Regions from separate parts of the Mus musculus genome. Here regions 1, 2, 4 and 5 are each linked to region 3. A link is a contact called in public Hi-C and promoter capture Hi-C data. All regions are on one chromosome and are shown on one strand. The core of a region is the stretch at or near the end of the contact, and the rest is flanking DNA. Distances in the headings are between cores, read along the strand shown. Region 1 holds the start of Cfap74 (cilia and flagella associated protein 74). Region 2 holds the start of 1500002C15Rik (a long non-coding RNA gene). Region 3 holds the start of Nadk (NAD kinase). Region 4 holds the start of Atad3aos (ATPase family, AAA domain containing 3A, opposite strand). Region 5 overlaps Prkcz (protein kinase C, zeta).

Region 1 (2,700 bases), core at 166-2,665, 150 kb before region 3:
GGAGGAGGAAAGAAGGAGGAGGAGGAGGAGGAGGAGGAGGAGGAGGAGGAGAAGAAGAAGAAGAAGAAGAAGAAGAAGAAGAAGAAGAAGAAGAAGAAGAAGAAGAAGAAGAAGAAGAAGAAGAAGAAGAATTGAACTGAGAAATCCTTTGGTTCTTGATTCCCAACTGGCATATTGAGATAAAAGTGGAAGGGAGCCGGGCATGGTAGCATACGCCTTTAATCCCAGCACTTGGGAGGCAGAGGCAGGTGGATTTCTGAGTTCGAGGCCAGCCTGGTCTACAGAGTGAGTTCCAGGACAGCCAGGGCTGCACAGAGAAACCCTGTCTCAAAAAACAAAACAAAACAAAAAAAGTGGAAGGGAGGCAAACCTAATGTATACCTGACAGGCTTGGCCAGCCTAACAGAGGAGTATAGTATACCCCAGAGAAAATTACATGTGTTAGTCAGAGTTTTGTCCCTGTAAACAAATATTTGAGGCAACGTGAAAGAGAAGACCAATTTATTCACTTATTTTACTATAGTGGGGATTATACTTCATACCACAAATATTAGTATTGGATATGGTTACTTCACAACCCTCTCTGCTCAGCCATATACCAGGGTCAACCCAGAGTAGGAGGCCCAGTTCACATTCTCCCTCAGCTAAAGGTTACAAACCAACTGGCTATCTTTCCCAAATTGCTTTACTAGGACATCCGGCTTCCATACACAAAGCTCTAAACTTATAGAACACCTGGGTTCGATCCCCAGCCACACACACACCTATACAGTATTGCAGTGGTATTTCACAGGCAAAGTATCTGAAGGGAGTGCAGAGGTACCCCCCACCAATCTCCACTGACATTTCCACAGGCTCTGTATTATTTTGAGGACTTCTTAACGCTGAAGGTTCTCCATCTCCAAGACAAAACTACAGGAGTTGCCAGTCATCCCTGCGACTCTGAGGAAAGGGAACATGTCCTGTCCACTGTTGAGCCCACCTCCTGCCCGGACTAGTGACCACGCCAACTTAAACGACCAAAAACAATCCAAAGAGTCCTGTGAGTTATCCAGAGGAGTCAGATGTCACCACCTAGAGGGCACAACACAGGCTGCAAAGCCCTGGGAGAGCCAGAATTCAGATCCAAGAGACGCAGGAGATCCTAACTTCTGCGTAAATGGTCTTTTAAGTAAGCAGTTGACCCAAGTTTCAACTGGCTTTAGACAAGTTCTCGAGCACCTGCCCCAGTCTCCAGGAGAATCGTCTGGGCAACAGTCAGCTTTGACTCTGCCCTCCGCGATGCTCGTCCCACTTTACCCCCGCTGTTGCACTACGCCTGCGCACAAGCTCTCCCTCCGCAGCCTCAGCCCCGCCCGCTACCCCAAAGCAGCCTTCCGTTGCCATGGAGCTGCGCGCCCAAACTACGCAGCCTCAGACCCACGGTGGCTGGGGGCAGTCGGGCCGTTAAGAGGCCATGGTCTAGCGGCTTAAGGAACTGATTCTGCGGGGGCCAGTGCTGAGGAACCGTCGCCGAGGATCTGTTTCTGGGAGGCGACCTAGTTACTGGACCACTTTCTAGGGGTCATTTGTGAGGAGCTGTTGCTAAGGGGCAGTCGCCAGGGACCATTCTTGAGAGGTTGTTGCTGCTGAGGGACCACCACCGAGGAGCCGTTCCTGAGGAGGTTTGCCAACAGTGCAGCCCACTCTTGGGGGACCTTTGCTGAAGTCTCATCGCTGAGGGACATCACTGGGCTGCCCAGAGAGGTGGGTACTGGCGACTTCAGCCTTGGGGCTGCACTGAGGATGCGCTGAACAAGGGGTAACTTTTCTGCGTGGACACGTGGCGGTGAGTCACGTGGTTACCACAGCCTATGAAGCGTCAGCATCAATCCTGCTGGTGAAGAGCCAGGCATCAGTCTGAGAGCTGAAAGTAAGAGTCACCTCCCGCTGTTCCAGCCTGGCTTTAAATACAAAACCCTTCATTGCAAGTGGATAGGCCTCCTTAGCTTGATTTTTCCATAAAATGACTCCCTTATCTGGGTAAAAATGCTTAGCAAAATACACCCTGAATGAAGGTGTGCTGTGGGCCAAGTAATGAGTGGACTAGTAAGTAATGTGAGCTAGGTAATGAGTAGACTGCTCAGGTATTCATTGATGAATATTGTCTTCAAACAAATGATGCCTACCTTCTTGTGTACAATTTAAGAACTGATTATCAAACAATTTATCAAAAGCCCACCCAAGCCAATAAATAGAATCTTGTCTTCACCCATAACATAGTACCCTCCTCTCCTGGTTAACTATGAACAAACCCGTGATTCTCACTTCTCCTCGTGTGTAACCGCACACCTTTGCTTATCTTAGATTAGAAATTTATTCCTGAACAGTAGTTTTTGTTAATGGTTTGATTGGTTTTTGAGAAAGGGTTTTTCTGTATGGTCCTGGTTGTCCTGGAACTTGCTCTGCAGACCAGGCTGGCCTCAAACTCAGAGATGTACCTACGTCTGCTTCCCGAGTGCTGGGACTAAAAGGCCTGTGCCACCACACCCAGCTTGAAGCCCTCCCCTTCTTGTCTTTAAAATAAATAAGACGAGCTTCAAGACTGACAGAATACATTTCTGTTGTGTAAAGAATTCAAGTTGGAGCACTTTGTTATGGCAACCCTGGAAAACTCCTGTGACAAGTGAGAGTTTCTGCAGCCCTCTCTAAGGAGAGGGC
Region 2 (2,700 bases), core at 157-2,656, 170 kb after region 3:
TAAGTTTTCACAACCAGGAGAAGAACCAATAGGTGTCTGGAGGGTGGAGGCCAGATGTGAAGTTGATGCTGCAGTGCACAAAGCATAGTCAGCATTCACACTGGACGACTGTAGGAAAATGCATGCCGGTATCTGTGTGCCTCACTTCACTCATTGCAGATTTGGGATAGCACTGGTTGATGAGGCTTTCATGTACCTACGACGCCTGAGAACAGAACCTGAGTTCCAGCCTTGGGGTCCAGGCCTCCCTTTGAATCTAGCCGTCCCACTCCCAATATGGGGTACTCCTATGATATGTTGTATATGTCTGGTAGGAACAGGCTGTGAGGGAGCTATCCTGAAGCCTGGGTCCCTGCAGAAGTGAAGATCAGTGGAGGGCAGGGTCAGGGAAGGCGCGTCACAATGCCCGGGTTCACTCAAGGCCGTGCTTTTCCCAGATCCAGCACACTGAGGACATGGAGAATGAAATCGACGAGCTGCTGCAGGAGTTCGAGGAGAAGAGTGGCCGGGCCTTTCTGCATACTGTCTGCTTCTACTGAGCCTCCTGTGCTCGGTGCATGGCCTGCCCTGCACAGCCACCTTTGTTGAAGCCACTTTTTCAGTGTGTTTTCCTTTCAGATATTTGTTTTTACTGCTAGGTGTACATCATCAATGTACTGTACATATGGAATGAGACGTACGCAGAAATGCCAGATTCAAATCCATTGTTTTTAACCAAAAGAAATAAAGATGGTTTACTCTACAGCCTACAGCAAGTGTCTGTTGTTGGCCCTTTTCTCTCCACTGCTGAATTGTACAGAAACCTAAATAAAGCAACAGGCTGTCTTATTAAGGGGAAAAAAAACCTTGGAATTGCCACAAAATAGGTGCTGCTAGAAGTCTTTGGTTTGTCCTGAATTCCTGGCCTGACTCCCTGCTGAGGAAGAGACTACTCGGCCATTGAGTCCAACCCTGTGATAAACCTGAGAGCACCCTTCTGAGAAGTAGGGCCGGACCCTGGTGCCTTAACAGCTCAGGGCCTGTGTGAGCTGATATAACTGAACTCCTGTTGGAACCTTCAGATACAGTGGGGTCTGGACTTGGGGGGCTGGAGGTCAGCTGTCCTCTTCCTGCTTTCCAACACAGGGCAGGGTTGGTTCTTCTGTTGTCAGCTCTGTGGCCAGCACAGGGCTTGGGACTCAATCCCAGCATGACCGGCAGCCACAAGAGGATCATAGACGCTGGCAGCTGTTCCAGCACCCCTTCCTCCTCAGAAATCGCCTAGTCTTTCCCACAACTGCCACGATCTTTATGGCATACTTGGCCCATTCCGCATCGCATCCGTATCGCCTACCCTCCTGCCCTCCTACCTCTGCTCATGTAGTCATTAGTCCCTGGTTCCTCTGACTTTCCAGGCCCCTCCTCTGATGGCACTTTCTTGCTGGAGGAGGCGGGTGCTGACACTTCCTGTCCCTCTCTGGAACCCGGAGAACCAGAAGGAGGGGCCTTACTTGGGGAAGTAGAGCAGAAACGACCACCTGGTCCAGGCCAAGGCCCAGTCCAGCGCGGCACTGGGCAGGGAGACCGGAGCCAAGGCTGATGACATGGGGCACAATGTGGAGCCGAGGCCGGAGGGGAGGGGTCTCGGGCTGCGTCACAGGGACAGGAGTGGAGAACCTCGCCCCTGGATGCTGGCGCGGGGCGGCGAAGTCCCTCCCCGGAGGCGGAGGCAGGAGGAGGAGGGAGGAGATAGTGAAGAAGAAAAGGAGGGAGGGAGAAGCCTGGAGGAGGGAAGAGGGAGGAGGGAGGGGGCCGCCGCGCAGACCGCAGGGAGCCGGGCGCAGGGAGCACCGGAGGGCGGAGCGGAGGGCTGCCAGCAACGGGCGACAGGCGAGCGACCCCACGTCAGCCCCCACATCTCGGCTGCCTGTGCCCGCGCCTGCCCCCGGGGTCCGCGGCGGCCCGGCGCGCGAGCGCTGACCTCTGCGGAGGCGGCGCGGGCTAAGCATCGGGCCGGGGCCGGGAGGGGCACCGGGGCCGGGGGGCGGCGCTCCGGCCCGGCCCGGCCCCGCCCGATGTCCATGAGTGCGAACACCATGATCTTCATGATTCTGGGGGCGTCGATCGTGATGGTGAGCGGAGGGGCTTCCCGCGCGCGCCCCCTGCTTCTGCCGCCCGCCCGCGCGCGCGCCTACCCCACCTCGCTTCCTTGTTTACCGGCCCGTGCGGCCTGCGCTGCCCTCGCTGCGATCTTGCGCTGCCCTCGCCCTGGTTGCCCTGCGTTTCCCCACCCACCCACCCACCCCTGCAGTCTAGTACTCCCCCTTGGCACCCCTTTCGGCCCGGCCCACTCCTCGCCCTGACCGGTCATGGGCTCTTCCAGGCCATCGCGTGCTTGATGGACATGAACGCGCTGCTGGACCGATTCCATAACTACATCCTCCCGCACCTGCGGGGCGAGGACCGCGTCTGCCACTGCAACTGTGGCCGGTGAGTGCGCCCCGGCTCTAGGCACTACACGCGTGATCACACTTGTGCAGCGGGCCCCACTTGGCCGGTGAGCCCGGAGCAGGCTGGGCCGCAGAGCCTGGCTGGATGATGGGGGCCGCTTCTGCCCGCCAGGTGCTGGGGGAGGGGTGGCTAACGGGAACCCTAGGTCAGCCAGCCGCTCCCTGGGAAAGGAAGCATGACTGAGTCTGTTAGGAACTCCTTCCTCCAGTT
Region 3 (2,700 bases), core at 35-2,534:
GTGCTGGGAGTCGGGACTGCGAAAACACCTACTGGTGCACTGTGCACACTGGTGGATATCAATGCACGAGCATGTCCACCAGTTCAGCATATCCCTGGCTCAGCTACAAAGTCGGTGGCCTCCCTCTTTCCCTCCTTACAGCTGTGGGTGAGGCACGCTATTTACACAGTCGCTTCTCAACTATCAAGACTTTGTTTTTCTTTTTGAGATAGGGTCTCTAACTATGGTACCCCTGGCTGGCCTCGAATTCCTAGAAATCCGGAGCTCTCATCTCTGGGATTAAAGTAGTGAACCATTGTATCAACCAGCTGTCAGGTTTGTTACTTTCAGGCTCAAGTCCTTGCCAGTTGCCAAAGGGTGTCAGGTCACTGCTGGTGGGCCTGAGAGCCATATGAGCGCTGTCACCCGAGTTCTGCTTCTGAAAGATACCAGGTCCATGCGCTGGACATTAAGAACAACGTGGGAACAGGAGCCTGGCACGAAGCCCACCTTCCCACAAAGCTGGCCCGCGTTGTCCACATGGTCCTGGAGACCTCGCCAGCAAAAAGCAAACTGAGTGTGACGTAGGACAGGAATAAAGATCAGACCGCGAGGCAAGGAGGCAAAAGAAAGAAAGAAAGAAAGAAAGAAAGAAAGAAAGAAAGAAAGAAAGAAAGAAAGAAAGAAAGAAAGAAAGAAAGAAAGAAAAGGGAGAGAATCTGGTGGTTTTCTCTGTTGCTGCTGGGACTGAGCTTTTTGCCCCTCCTCGGTTACTCTTTTTTTTTTCTTTTTTTCTTTTTTTTCTCCCTCACCCTCTGCCCCGCCTCCCCTTCCGCCCCGACTCCTCCACCCTTTGGCCCCGCCCACTCTCCCGATCTTCCCCTTCCCTCCGGCTTAGTCTCCTTAGTTCCGTCCCTTTCCAGCTCTGCCCTCTTGCGACCTGTCCCTCCCACTCTGCCTGCCCCTTCTCCTACCCGTCTGCCCCTCCCCTTTCTCCAACCTTGGCCCCACCCCCCCGTGCTGTCTTCCGCTCCTTGTCCCCATCCCATTCCGCTATGCCCTGTTTCAGTTCCTTTGCCCCGCCTCCTACTCCTGTGTCCCGCCCACTTCCTCTCGGCCCCGCCTCCCCTTTGCCTCGCCCCTCCCTCTTCACGTCTCCCACCCCCCACCCCACCCCCCAGCCTCTGATCCTTGGCCTACAAAGGGTTTTGAAAAACCCGAAGTTTGCGTGCACGCCTGTGTAGGTGCGGCTGCGCCGCTCTCCCCACGTGCCCTGCAGCGCATGCGTGCGGGCTGCGCTTGCGCACTGACAGCCGCGGCGCAGCGGGGCTTGGTGGTGCCGGTCTCTGGACCGAGCGGCCATGGGGTGGCGGGCGGCTGGGTCGCTGAGAGCCAGGTAGCAGTAGGGCAGCAGGGACCGCCTGCTCGGCCCAGCATGTAGACGTCCACGCGGGCGCGCGGCAGCCGACGGTGAGTGCGGGGCCTGGGGTCGCCCTCTGCCCGGCGTCACTGGCCGGGACCCGTGAAGACAGGGTCACGGCGCCGGCCCTGCCCACCTGCCCGAGGCCGGGCGCTGGTGGCTCTGACGCGCCTCCCTGCGTCCGAACGTGGGTTGCAGCCAGGATGACGCGTGGTCTCGGGGAAGGAGCCTAAGGGACAGGTCTGAAGATCTGGTCCGGCCTTGGGTTTAGGGGGACGAGTCAGAGGTTCGGGTCCCGGGAGAAGCCATGTAGGCCGCCGTTCTGTTCTAAGCCAGTTCAGCGCGCAGCACCGCAGCCGAATCGGCTCCATTGGTCTTCCAGTGGGGCCTTAGCAAGCGCCAGAGACCTTGGCATGTGGGCAAAGTAGTCAGACGAGCGTTTTGTAAGCAATCGAGGTGTGAAACTCTCCAAAACCCCATCGTAAACTTGGTATCCAGTACTTGCCAGGAGCTTCCAAAGTCCTGAAGAGTCCATGGAGATGTTCCTAGAGGCTGCTGCCTCTCAGGATGTCACACTCACAGGCCGCTTGTCTTGGCCTCTGGCAGGTTTCTTCGTTATGGGAACAGGGCGTGCCCAGCGCAGTCCCAGGATCTGCCTTTGCTTGGCCAAGATCCGGCGTCTCTTTCCAGCTCTCCCAAGCAATGGGCTTTCTCCTGGCATTGATTCTGAATAGCGACTTGTTTTTCCTTTCTTGTTTGGGAAACTCTCTGTTTTGGTTCAAAACTTATTCGTTTGGCTTGCCTCTTGAGAAGAGTGTTATTCAAACTTATATTCATTGGTTTCATGTATCACTGTCAGTTTCCACGGGCCGGAAAGCTGGCATCCTCGCCTTGGTAATTAAAAGCACGGCACCTTCCCTCTGAACGTATTTGTCCTCAGCAGTGACTTCACTGTGACTTACACTGCCCATCTTGGGCTCTGGGACAGCCACGGGTGCCAATATACAGTATGACCAGGTAGCTTCTTCATTTGGAGGTGGCATCTCAGAATGCTTCTGCATTTTCTTCTTTGTAGATTTATTTATTAAAAACGATGCAGTTTTATTCATTTTTTTTCTTTTTCATCTTGTTTGAAGTGCTACAGGTCCAGCCCAGATCCTCACACAAGTGCTGTCCCACTGAGCCACAATCCATCCCCCACCCCTCCTTTTGGGTAGAAGTGGCTAACAGATAAAACAGCAGTACTTAAATGAATAGTTTAGCTCTCTAGGCATCACTTGGAGATGGAGAGAAGCAAGTGG
Region 4 (2,700 bases), core at 170-2,669, 200 kb after region 3:
ACAAAATTGAGAATGGAAACATCCTTCAATAAGTATTCATTCAACAAAGCTGACATTTCAGGCTTTTAAAAAATTTTTTATGTATTTGAGTTTTTGCCTGCATATAAGTATGTATATGTCTGGTACCCTTAGAAGCCAGAGGAGTCCTTGGATGCCCTGAAACTGGGGTTACAGAAGGTTTTGAGCTGTCATATAGGTGCACAGAATTGAACACAGGTCCACTACAATAGCAACAAGTGCTCTTAGCCTTTCAGCCATCTCTGCAGCCCCCTGCAGGCTCTTAAAAATATTTCAACTAGCTAGGCATAGTGACACACGCCTCAGGAGGCCGTGGCAGGTGGAGCTGTGATTTCTCTGACAGCCTGGTCTACAGGAGTCTCAGCCAGGGCTGCACAGTCTTTATAAAAACAAGAACAAACAAAGCAAAATAATCAAAAAAATCCACCTTACATTACACTTTGGCACAAACTGTCAACATCAAAACAAAAATGTGTCATTTGTTGGGAAAAGTCCTGGCCTTTGGGATCCATCAATGCTAAAATCTGTCTCAGAGAGGATCAACCTTTACGGACACCCTCACCTCACGTTCCACAGTGGAATGCTATCATCCAATAGTAAACACGACATCTACTCTCTCCTTTTTAAGTGAGAGATTGCTATTAACTACCACAACACAGGATCGCCTGACCTGGCTATGACTTTTGGCCTGCACCACGTGGAGGCAGCTAGAAAGCCCAACAGTAAAGTAGGTAAGGCCAACATTGGCACAGGGTCTCTCCTACGACCTACGTGTTGACAGCTACAAGTGCAAGAGGGTGGCAGGATCGGGGTCTCCCCCAATGCAGGACGGCTATGACCAAATGTCCCATAAGCGGCCATTCAGGTCACCTGAAAGGTACGGCTGCGAACGACCACTGTGCTGCTAAGACGTCAAGAGGACCAAAGTCCTAAGGGCAGCAGCTAGTGCCTCCGAGAGAAACCTCCCATTTCCCAGGGCCTCGGCCCGCCAAGCCCAGCCCGCGCACTCACGCGAGTGCTCCAACTCGCGAGCCGCTTTGGCCGCACGTTCCAGGCCCGTCGGGTCGAAGTTGCTCCATTTGTCCTTGGGCGATGGCCGGTCTCCCGCCCCGCGGTCACCGCCGCCCTCCGCCCCGGGTTGAGCGGGCGGCAAGGGCAGCGGAGGCCCTGTGCCTTCGCCCTTGGGGCCCTTGATGCCGAAGAGCCACGACATGGTCTGCAAGCTCCGCGCGCCCTCGGCGGACCGTACCGGAGCGTGACTCGCGAGGCTCCTCGCAGTCACCACGCGCCGCGGGCGCGACTCACTGCGCAGGCGCGAGCCACACCCCTTCCTTCTGGACGACGGAAACCTAGGAGGGTCAAGACGTTCTCAGCCGCCGGATTGGCCGCTGACATAGGGACGCCAGTGGCGTCGGTGGCACGATTTGCCCAGCTTTCTAAGGAGGCGGAACTGGACAGAGCTCCTGGACCAGGCAAATAGGAGCAAAGTTTTCGAGGTGGGTGTGCCTTCATCCTAGAAAACTTTTTTTTTTTTTTTTTTTTTTTTAAGCAAAGGTGCTATTCCTCTGGGGTCGTTCTGTACCTGTCGCTATAGGCATTTATGGAGACGCCCCAGCCACAGAGCCCACAGACGATCAGAGACACTGGACTCACACCACGGAGGGTCAGAACTCTTCTGCTGTGAATCCTACCCAAAGAACAGAAGAGGAAGGGAAAACCTGAAGGTGCTGTGGGTCTCCCGGAGCTAATTTTTTCCGGACTTGAGATGCCTCAGGTCACTGCAACTAAGGGCGAAGTAATCGGGGTGAGACCTCCAGCCGGGAGGACTAGAGAAGGGGTCCCTGGCGCCCCTCGACCGGCCGGGCACCCCTGCTGTGACCCCACGCTTTCTCGGAGCCGGATTCATGTATATCTGTGGCTGCTTTGAGCGTCTCCAGGCCAGCGGCTCCTACAGCCAAGCGTGCATAAGAATAAGAGAGTTACTTAGGTCAGAGACTTGGGCGCCTCTGACAAACAATCCTGCACCATTCTGCTACGATTGCTCAGGCGGTGTTTTGAGCCCGATCCTCTTTGGTGTTTTGGCAACCCACGGCGGCTATTGGCATGCTGCTGCTTTGCAGTACAAGCCAGAAAGCCAAGCCGACTCCCAGAGCCTGCAGAGGGTACATTACACTCAGGAGCTACTTAGAGTGAGGGCTGGTGCTCCAGGCTTGTGCTTGTTAGCCAGTGAGCGCTCCTTGGGAGCCTGCTGAGCCAGGTGCCTGCTCTGGACCTAGGGTTGACCTAACCTTTGGGCAAGTGGAAGGTAGCATGGACAGTGGCAGTTGTCACTAGGAACCCACATTTACCAAAGTCAGCGTCTTGGGTCCAGGCATCTTTCATAAAACCGGTTGAGTTCACAGAATTGTTTGGACTGTTTTTTAACACTGGACAAAAGGCAATTTTAAATGATAAAAAAGGAAGTTGAAGGTATGTTATTAGTCGTATTTATTTTTTATAAAACTTTAATTTTTTAAAATCTTACTATTAATGATAGTTCTTGAGTGCTGTAACCTTCCTTATAGCCCACCACCCATCAGAGATAGTGGAAAAAGGATATGGGGGAGGTAGACCTGTTTAGAAATGGTTCTTTGGAACAACTCCTGTCTATGTTGTCTGAAAATCAACAGTTCATTTCCCAGG
Region 5 (2,700 bases), core at 21-2,520, 240 kb before region 3:
GGCTCCATTTTGCCGGCTGAGTGGAACGATGTGGTAGCACCTGCAGCAGCTTCAGACACTTTCATCGAACTGACCAGAAGTTGTTCTAGGGCCAGGAGTGGAGACCCGATGTTGGAAATTAACACCTGCCATCTCTCAGCTGTGACTTGTATCTGTCCTTGGATGCAGCTTTATTTATCATGTCAAGCCTGAGGCACATCTGGAGTGTGCCCTACTGGGAATGGTGCAAATACCTACCTACCTACTACCCTCCCTAGCCCACCCCACACACATGCAAAGTGTTGGAAAAGGAGATCGGAATTTGCTGCCTGTGTACCTGCACTTACCACAGCCCTGCCCTCTGTCAGTCAGGATGCTGCTGGAGACACAGTGTCAAAACTACTCGCTGTTTGTTCCAACCTCTGTGATGACCTGCATAGTGTAATTCTGCATGCCTATAGCAAGTTAATTTTTCTCCCAGCCCAAATGCTACAGTACGTAAGTAATATCTGTAGAAATAGCAGCTTCCAGCATAGAAGCCCCTGTCCAGCCCACAAGCGAGCCTGGCCCATGAACATCCAGTTTCGGGGAGAGTTCAGCACCCCAGGAACCTGTTTTGAACAATCCTGGGACTACATGGTAACTTGGTTAGGGATTGTGATCACAGCAGGGTCAGGGTGGACTTGCCTGACATCCGCAGCCCCTCTCCCCTCTTACTGTGGAAATGAGCAGATTCCCATGTGCCCACCACCCCATTCTGTACCCCAAGTGTAGCTAGCTGCCCCACAGCCACTATTTCAACATCGCAGGTCTGGTTTTACTTTGGAATTATTGTGAAGTGCCTTGGGGGTAGATGACCCCAAGCACTGGGGACAAGTTTTAATTAAAGACTGGCTTGGGGCTGGGCACTTTTACACATTGTTTCACTTGAGCCTTAGGAATCCCAATCAATTAAGTTATTTGTGTTCACACATGAGGCTCAGAGTACAAAGGTTATTTGCCCAAGGTCAGAGTGTGCAGAAGTAGGGTCAGCCAGACAGGGGCACTCCTATTCTTAGCTGCTTGGCAGCAGCTACTTTGAATAAAAATCAGCCTCTGATGTCATCAGAACACTGAGACCTAAGATGCTGTCCTGTACCTCCTGGGCACACTGAGTCCAACACCACCAGATTGGATAAGAGAGACAAAGCCAAATAGGTGAGATAAGGATAGAGAGCCATAATACTGCCCTCAGAGACAGTCGCAGAGACAGACTCATGGCCACCATAGCTCCGTTAGGCAAGTGCTCTGGGAGGCAGGAGTCTAAAGGCCAGAGATTCGGTCCAGGTGAAGTCTCACTCTGGCCTCTCTGACTTGGATGCCCCTTCCCCTGACAATATTTACTCAGGGAACTCCAGGCAGTGGACCAAGCCCTGGCCACAGCCATAACTGTCAGGCAATAAATAAATACTCTCACTAGATCAAAGAGAAGGACCACAAGAACATAGGAGAAGGTTCAGTTGGGTGCAATGGAACATGTGGAATATTCCTTGATTGTCAACTTGATGTGATTTAGAATCTCTTGATGATTCTAAATGACATGATTTAGGTTGGAAACAAACCTCTGGGCACATCTGTGAGGGATTTCCTAAGTTAGGCTGAGGTAGGAAGACTTACCCCAAATGTGGGCAGCATCATTCAGTAGGCTAAGGTCCTGGAGAGAGTGGACTGAGTTGCAGGCAGCGGTCTGACGCTCTCCCTTTCCTGACCTGATACAATGTGACCAGCTGCTTCAGGTTCCTGCTTGACTGGATACAATGTGACCAGCTGCCTTAGGTTCCTGTCGCTACATTTTCCCAAATATGACACAGTGTTCTCTCAAACTGGGAGCCAATGTACACTGTCCTTCCATCAGTTGCTTTCTTGGGGTGTTTTTCTACAATACAAACGACTAATATGCAAATGCTGCAGTGATACTGGGGATCTAGGCACTTGCTCTGGGTACCGTGGGGCCTAGGAGAGGACCATCAATCAGCTGGCCCATGAGTCCACGTCTCAAGCAAAATCACAAGTCACAATCTTCCTTGTTTGTGTGCCCAGTAATGACAGCAGAGTAGAAATCTGACTGGAGTTCCAGGAAAAAGCTGTGGCTTTGGGAGCCCTAGCAGGGTAGGCATGGCCGGCTGTCCTGGTATGCTAAGTGCAGACACAAGTAAACAGAGATTTAATAAAAATGCACACTGGGGAGAGAAACAGATAACCTCAAAGAGAAACAGGGACCTCAAGCTATCTCCAGGTCAAGGTCATAGCTTTAGGTTTAAGTAGGGCAGGGGCAAAAGACACGTATAATTAAGCTGTTCTGGTGGGGTGTGGTCTGGCTGATCATTATCTTGGTTCTGACTCGGCAAGGTGAGGATGGAGAAGTTCTTGTTGCTTGAGGGGAGCAGTCTGGCTCACGTGAGACAGTCTCCTGCTCCAGGCGCAGACTCACATCTTGGATAATTGCTCTCACCTCAGGGGCAGTCCTTCCTCGTGACTGTGGGGTTGGGAGGATGACCGGAGAACTCTGGAAATCTTTTTAGAGCTAGGATAGCACATTGCAAAAGCTGACAGTGACATGCCTCCGCTGCTCTCTGAGCCTTCAGCCCGAAAGGGCATAAGCTAGGTTAGGTGTTCCCATCTCCACAGCCAACTTCTCTTGAAGTATTCTACATACGTGTAAGTTAAAGGCAAAGAAGTCAG

Evidence for each region. Promoter capture Hi-C pulls out the DNA fragments that hold promoters and counts their contacts. A called contact is a pair of places that touch in the nucleus more often than the background predicts. Capture Hi-C pulls out chosen DNA fragments and counts their contacts.
Region 1: a promoter capture Hi-C map of neural stem cells shows a contact between it and region 3. The contact joins the promoter of Cfap74 here to the promoter of Nadk in region 3. A contact is called at or near these places in 3 of 39 promoter capture datasets (hippocampal neurons, neural stem cells and stem cell-derived epiblast-like cells), 6 of 484 Hi-C or Micro-C datasets (embryonic stem cells, large pre-B cells, nephron progenitors and 1 more), 3 of 115 datasets of contacts at active chromatin or transcription factors (embryonic stem cells and microglia) and 3 of 9 other capture datasets (adipose tissue, liver and pancreatic islet).
Region 2: a contact with region 3 is called in a promoter capture Hi-C map of liver. The contact joins the promoter of 1500002C15Rik here to the promoter of Nadk in region 3. A contact is called at or near these places in 1 of 484 Hi-C or Micro-C datasets (embryonic stem cells), 3 of 115 datasets of contacts at active chromatin or transcription factors (effector CD8 T cells, extraembryonic endoderm stem cells and pancreatic cancer cells) and 3 of 9 other capture datasets (adipose tissue, liver and pancreatic islet).
Region 4: a contact with region 3 is called in a promoter capture Hi-C map of liver. The contact joins the promoter of Atad3aos here to the promoter of Nadk in region 3. A contact is called at or near these places in 4 of 39 promoter capture datasets (cranial neural crest, embryonic stem cells, erythroid cells and 1 more), 8 of 484 Hi-C or Micro-C datasets (B cells, CD4 T cells, the G1E-ER4 cell line and 5 more), 8 of 115 datasets of contacts at active chromatin or transcription factors (the SCID.adh cell line, effector CD8 T cells, embryonic stem cells and 1 more) and 3 of 9 other capture datasets (adipose tissue, liver and pancreatic islet).
Region 5: a Hi-C map of liver shows a contact between it and region 3, with 3 times the contacts expected there. The contact joins the enhancer-like site here to the promoter of Nadk in region 3. A contact is called at or near these places in 3 of 39 promoter capture datasets (hippocampal neurons and liver), 1 of 15 datasets of contacts at CTCF or cohesin (pro-B cells), 18 of 484 Hi-C or Micro-C datasets (B cells, the G1E-ER4 cell line, the HL-1 cell line and 12 more), 4 of 115 datasets of contacts at active chromatin or transcription factors (the SCID.adh cell line, bone marrow-derived macrophages, embryonic stem cells and 1 more) and 1 of 9 other capture datasets (pancreatic islet).

Annotation. Positions count from the first base shown.
Region 1 is chr4:155,407,825-155,410,524 of GRCm38.p6, forward strand. Cfap74 (cilia and flagella associated protein 74) reads left to right here and starts at 1,416. Exons shown (of 39, transcript NM_001368738.1): 1 at 1,416-1,746. The region is part of intron 2 of 5830444B04Rik (RIKEN cDNA 5830444B04 gene); the gene reads right to left.
Region 2 is chr4:155,733,036-155,735,735 of GRCm38.p6, forward strand. It overlaps 1500002C15Rik (a long non-coding RNA gene), which reads right to left and starts at 1,407. Exons shown (of 2, transcript XR_001784583.2): 1 at 1,350-1,407. It overlaps Ssu72 (Ssu72 RNA polymerase II CTD phosphatase homolog (yeast)), which reads left to right. Exons shown (of 5, transcript NM_026899.3): 5 at 438-844. The coding sequence ends at 539. It overlaps Tmem240 (transmembrane protein 240), which reads left to right and starts at 1,769. Exons shown (of 4, transcript NM_001101506.1): 1 at 1,769-2,111; 2 at 2,363-2,469. The coding sequence starts at 2,055.
Region 3 is chr4:155,562,531-155,565,230 of GRCm38.p6, forward strand. Nadk (NAD kinase) reads left to right here and starts at 1,285. Exons shown (of 12, transcript NM_001159637.1): 1 at 1,285-1,449.
Region 4 is chr4:155,759,773-155,762,472 of GRCm38.p6, forward strand. It overlaps Atad3aos (ATPase family, AAA domain containing 3A, opposite strand), which reads left to right and starts at 1,420. Exons shown (of 3, transcript NR_027972.1): 1 at 1,420-1,514; 2 at 1,613-2,005. Atad3a (ATPase family, AAA domain containing 3A) reads right to left here and starts at 1,326. Exons shown (of 16, transcript NM_179203.3): 1 at 1,030-1,326. The coding sequence starts at 1,231.
Region 5 is chr4:155,322,256-155,324,955 of GRCm38.p6, forward strand. All of the region lies in intron 4 of Prkcz (protein kinase C, zeta), which reads right to left. Among named protein-coding and RNA genes, the nearest start is that of Prkcz, 38 kb to the right of the region's middle. Within about 2 kb of position 1,271, at least 12 of the 459 cell types and tissues checked have an H3K27ac peak or open chromatin away from gene starts, as enhancers often do. A contact at or near this core is called in liver, where this site is marked.